Regions from separate parts of the Mus musculus genome. Here region 2 is linked to region 1. The links are chromatin contacts, called in public HiChIP or PLAC-seq maps. All regions are on one chromosome and are shown on one strand. Each heading gives the region's core, a stretch centred on a gene start, on an enhancer-like site or on the middle of the called end of the contact. The rest is flanking DNA. Distances are from core to core; before and after follow the strand shown.

Region 1 (2,586 bases), core at 55-2,554:
CCTCCTCCTCCTCCTCCTCCTCCTCCTCCTCCTCCTCCTCCTCCTCCTCCTCCTCCTCCTCCTCCTCCTCCTCCTCCTCCTCTTCTTCTTCTTCTTCTTCTTCTTCTTCTTCTTCTTCTTCTTCTTTCTTCTTCCTTTTATTAGCTCTGGGGATTTTGGATAAATTCGTGGTTCTCTTCTCATCTGCCCCAAGCTTCTTGGGATTAAAATTCTCATCTCGTTTTGTCTCCTGTCCTCAGGATCTGACATGGGACTCCATCACTCCACTGATGTCTGTTGTATTTTCCTTTACTTGAGGCAGGGATGAAGGTCATGGCTGGAGGGAAGTCAATCTTTAATGATTGGGTTGGAAGTGAAGGGGGTTGTACTGAATTTGTATAGACAGGAAATAAAACAGGTCTACCTGGTAGGAGTCAGACCCAGAAGTTTCTCTATGGTGTGCTACTGAAGAGGCAGAGGCCAAAGTCCAAGGACTAGCCCACTGGGAAAACAAATAAGAGAGCCAGACTGTGCCTGCACTAGCTTATGCATATTTGGGGGCTGGGAACAGTTGGGTGATTTCTGTTAGTGATGGGCGCTAGAGCCACCTGTGTAGTCACTAGTAATACTGTGCACCTCAGAACTTCTGATGATGCTTTCTGAGTGCCCTCTCTCTCTCTCTCTCCTTTTTTTCTTCAGAGTTCCATATACCCCAGGCTCATTCCTCAAAAAAGCATCTTGAGGAACCATACATTTAGCGACTCACTGTTTGGGAGATCATCCTGTCTTCCATTTTCTTCTCCCCGTAATTAGAGTCATGGAGGTGATGGTACAGTTTTGGGTCAGGGTCTCTCGCTCTTTCCTACTGCAGAAGATGTGTTTAGCTGAGATCTGGGGTGCCTGAGGTCCCTCTTTGCCTTCCTTCTTCTCCTTGGTTAAGTCATAACCACCTTGCCCAGCAAATGCTAAGTCATCTCCCTTGGCTTTCACTGGCTCAGGAAATAGAAACTTAATTCTGATCTCAGCGAATCCTAACTTGATTAGGAAATGAGAGAGGAGGTACGAAGGAGATGGAAGTGTGAAGTTCCTGCCAGACCAAACACAGTCTAATATTCTACCAGTTGCCTCCCGTTTGGTTTATTTCTGTAGCGAATGCCTGGCTCATCAGGATGCTAAAAGTAAAAGCACCGACTCCCAGGACCAGCAAGCTGACGTCTCTGCTGCGAGGATGTGGACTTGGCTTCCATCTCTCAGTGTTTCTGCTTCACTGGAACAAGGAAACAGAGGGCTTTGACTTTGTTTTCTGGTGTCCATTTGCCTCGCCCCTTTTTCTTCCTTCCTTTCTTACACAATACAAGTGACCAAAGCCTTTCCCCTTTCACCACTGTACGGATGTAGTGTCAAGATAAAGAAAAACTATTTTCTCCCCAGCTTTGAGAGTAGGGAGGGATATTAGTTGTTGAGCTTCATAGAAAGTTACTGATTCGGGATTCTTTGGATTTTACAACACAATGGACCAGGGAAGAAGAGAGGCTCTTCATGTTGATTTGAATTGCTCTTTCAATAGGCAACTACCGGACCAACTAAGAAGTAGCAGTTTTGACTTATTTAGGGTTGTGTAAACAAGATTATAAGTGTGCTCTTTTAGGTCAGATTCACGGAGGATTTATAAATGCAGAATGCTGGAAGTGAGACCTGGAGAGCTACAGCAAGCAGTACAGAGATAGGAAACAGGACATTCTTAGGGTCGACCAGACAGACTCAGTATGATCTGCCACATTTACCAGAGTTCTAAAAAGCCCTGCTCTCCAGTATACAACCAGACTTGACCTCCAAATCTGAGTCCATGAGAGTGTGTTTGTAACATTCTGGGGAATTGGAGAAGTTCAGGCCTACCCACATCATCTTAGCTACAATGTAATATTTATGAAGTTTGCCATATTAGATTTCATGAAGAGGTGAAGTTATTATAAGAATTCTAAATGATCTCAATTAATTTATAATTAGAGCCTGAAGAGGAGCCAGAAAGCGTATGAACTCAAGTTTTAGAAGAACTGAACTTTAATATACTTCTCTGTTCTACCTTCTCCTCCACCTTATATAACATTGTGTGATTGACTCATTCACCCCGTCTCCCTCCTACTTCCACCAAGTTATCAAGGTAAATTCTCAGTAGTGGCTCAGACATTTCTAGACAGGTCATAGCTGTCTAGATAGGTTTTGTTTACATCTACAATGTTTAAAACTTTTCCAATTTATTTTTACATTATCATAAAAAAACCAAAACAACAAACAACAACAACAACAACACCCTATGTTTTTTGACCTCTGTTGTAAAAGGAAGAACTGTTCAGCTAGACCTGTAAATTTCATGGAGTAACCCTCCATCTCATTCCCAAGAGCTGTGAACTACATATAGACTTTGTCACAGCTCCTACTATCCTCTAGTGTCTCCTTGACACTGGTGCTGGGTTGACTTTTATGATCAAACTGGACTATTGTGCCAAATTGTAGGATAAAACCTGGACTTTTTCCAAGTAATGAAAAACAGATGGGGATGTATGTATCTTATTCCATGAAAGGGAGAAGTTGAATCTACTACTTATA
Region 2 (2,586 bases), core at 57-2,556, 130 kb after region 1:
ACCACACCTTTAATCCCAGATGACCTTGAACTCGGAGATTTAATCTTCTGGGATCTGTAGCCACTATGCCTCAAGGTCTCCATACCAAGATCCAGATCAGAAACTTCTATCTCCCAGCCTCCAGATAAGGGTCACTGGTGAGCCTTCCAATTCTGGATTGTAGTTCATTCCAAATATAGTTAAGTTGACAACCAGGAATAGCCACTACTGGAGGAAAGGGTTTATTCAGTTTATACTTCCACACTGCTGTTCATCACCAAAGAAAGTCAGGACAGGAACTCACACAGGGCAGGAACTTGGAGGCAGAATCAGAGGCCATGGAGGGATGTTTCTTACTGGCTTGCTCAGCTTGCTTTCTTATAGAATCCAGGACCATCAGCCCAGGGATGGCACCACCCACTGTGGACCCTCCCACGCTTGATTACTAATTGAGAAAATGCCTTACAGCTGGATCTCATGGAGGCATTTCCTCAAGGGAGGCTCCTTTCGCTGTGATAACTCCAGCTTTCTCAGGTTGACACACAAAACCAGCCAATACAGTATGTCACTAGCTTTAGGTGCTCAAGCCAGGCCCTATGTCACTCTCTGTTCACGCTGACTTTGAATACAGATGTAGAACTCTCACCCACTTCCTCAGCACTGTGTCTGCCTGCATGCTGCCATGCTTCCTGCCATGATGACAATGGACTAAACTTCTGAAAAGTAAGCCAGCCCCAATGACATGTTTTCCTTTATAAGAGTTGCTGTGGTCATAGTGTCTCTTCACAGAAATAGAAACCCTAATACAATGACCATACGGATGCCTTGCAACTTAATGGAACTCCAGGGATAGGCAGGCAAATCAACAGATTTTTAAAATTTAATTCACCCTTTCATAAATTATAGGCATGTTAAAACTTAGCAGAGATATCAGATAGGTTAAGATGATGTATTAATATTAGGTCACAACAAACATGTGGGAGGATTCTTTACTCACAAAATGAAGAACAAACATTTCCTGGAATACATTTTACACACACACACACACACACACACACACACACACACACACACACACACGAAGCCATCAAAGAATAGAACTTTAGAAGACCAGTATCCCATAAGGTAAAGAGTATTTTCCTCTCAAATTCCTTTTTACGAATGTCAAAGATATACCAGTAAACAGAGGCTCACAAGAAAACACATTAACTGGCCCTTCTCTTTCTAAACATGACTATCGCTTACTAAAGACAGTGGTATTGAGCAGAGCCATGACAGCTCCTTTGAGAGATTATAAGCACCATTGTAGTTTTAAAGGAGCACAGATGGGTGTTGGGAGCCGCCCCCACATTCGCCGTCACAAGATGGCGTTGACATCCTGTGTTCTAAGTGGTAAACAAATAATCTGCGCATGTGCCAAGGGTATTTACGACTACTTGTACTCTGCTTTTCCCGTGAACGTCAGCTCGGCCATGGGCTGCAGCCAATCAGGGAGTGATGCGTCCTAAGTGAAGGGTCACTCCTCCTTAAAGGGGACGGGGTTTTCCGCCATTCTCTCTCGCTGGCATCTCTCTGGCTCTGCGCGCCCTGCGCTCGCTCGCTGCCTAAAGATGTAAACAATAGAGCACGCTCTGCGCTTTGGCGCGCCGGAGCTCTGGCTCCTAAAAATTATTTGGAGGGGCTTTCGTTTTTGGGGCTGGGCGCTGGGCGCTTGCTCTCCTGGCTCCCAAAGATGTAAGCAATAAAGTTTTGCCGCAGAAGATTCTGGTCTGTTGCATCTTTCCTGGCCGGGCGTGAGAACGCGTCTAATAACAGATGGGTTTGCCTAGCATTTTGGGGGGCTCTGTGTTCAATTTGGAGGCACTCTGTTCTTGTGAGTCTTGGCTGGGTAGATCCAAATGAACATTTGAACATGATTGCGATTCCTCAGCAAGGGTCCCTAAAGTTAATTGCCTTTTCTTATGTCTCTAATAGACAGAACTGACCTTTGTGCCGGTTTCTGTTTGGGACTCAAGAAAGCAAAGGAAGGCTTACAAATCTGTTGTATTCACAGGAGAGAAGGGAATGCCGCGCTTTCCTTGGAATCCCTCCTCACATTGGATGTACTAGTTTAATTGAGCCAAGACTCAGTGATTTTTGGCAAGTTAAAAATATATATCCAATTTGTCTGTGAGGAAGAGCTGAGGGTAGCCCTGAAATTAGCAGTGATACCCAGGCATGGTGAATCTAAGTATGTGCATGTCAGGGCCTGTATTTTAATGCCATATTCCCATTATTCTTGAGAGACAAGTAATGTCATCAAATAAATAGTGCAGAGTATCTCTGAGTGTTATTTTACAAATGGGAAAACTGAGAATCAAGAACATTATCTAACCTGCTGTTGTCACCGGGTCTTTAGATTAAATCAAGTTTCTTTTCACCTAAACCTATGCTCTTCTCTCTTTTAAATCTCTCACACGCCTAGGGTGACAGTGCAAACCGGAGAGGGTCCCAGATTACATTTTAAAGCTCAAGTGCTTGCCCTGGCCGCACTTGCCATATAGCTGACTCAACTTCCCCCAAACAAGATTTTTCGTGTATCTAAAATAAGGCAATGAGATTTGTCTT

The links. HiChIP or PLAC-seq counts read pairs in DNA pulled down with a chosen protein or histone mark.
Region 2: an H3K27ac HiChIP or PLAC-seq map of microglia shows a contact between it and region 1, with 3 times the contacts expected there. The contact joins two enhancer-like sites. A contact is called at or near these places in 4 of 484 Hi-C or Micro-C datasets (the 63-12 cell line, LSK cells, Th1 cells and 1 more) and 5 of 115 datasets of contacts at active chromatin or transcription factors (the HPC-7 cell line, large pre-B cells, memory CD8 T cells and 1 more).

Annotation. Positions count from the first base shown.
Region 1 is chr10:99,466,422-99,469,007 of GRCm38.p6, forward strand. All of the region lies in intron 1 of Gm34983 (a long non-coding RNA gene), which reads left to right. Among named protein-coding and RNA genes, the nearest start is that of Gm35035, 7.0 kb to the left of the region's middle. Within about 2 kb of position 1,305, at least 71 of the 459 cell types and tissues checked have an H3K27ac peak or open chromatin away from gene starts, as enhancers often do. A contact at or near this core is called in microglia, where this site is marked.
Region 2 is chr10:99,598,250-99,600,835 of GRCm38.p6, forward strand. No RefSeq gene overlaps it. Among named protein-coding and RNA genes, the nearest start is that of Gm20110, 9.6 kb to the right of the region's middle. Within about 2 kb of position 1,307, at least 65 of the 459 cell types and tissues checked have an H3K27ac peak or open chromatin away from gene starts, as enhancers often do. A contact at or near this core is called in microglia, where this site is marked.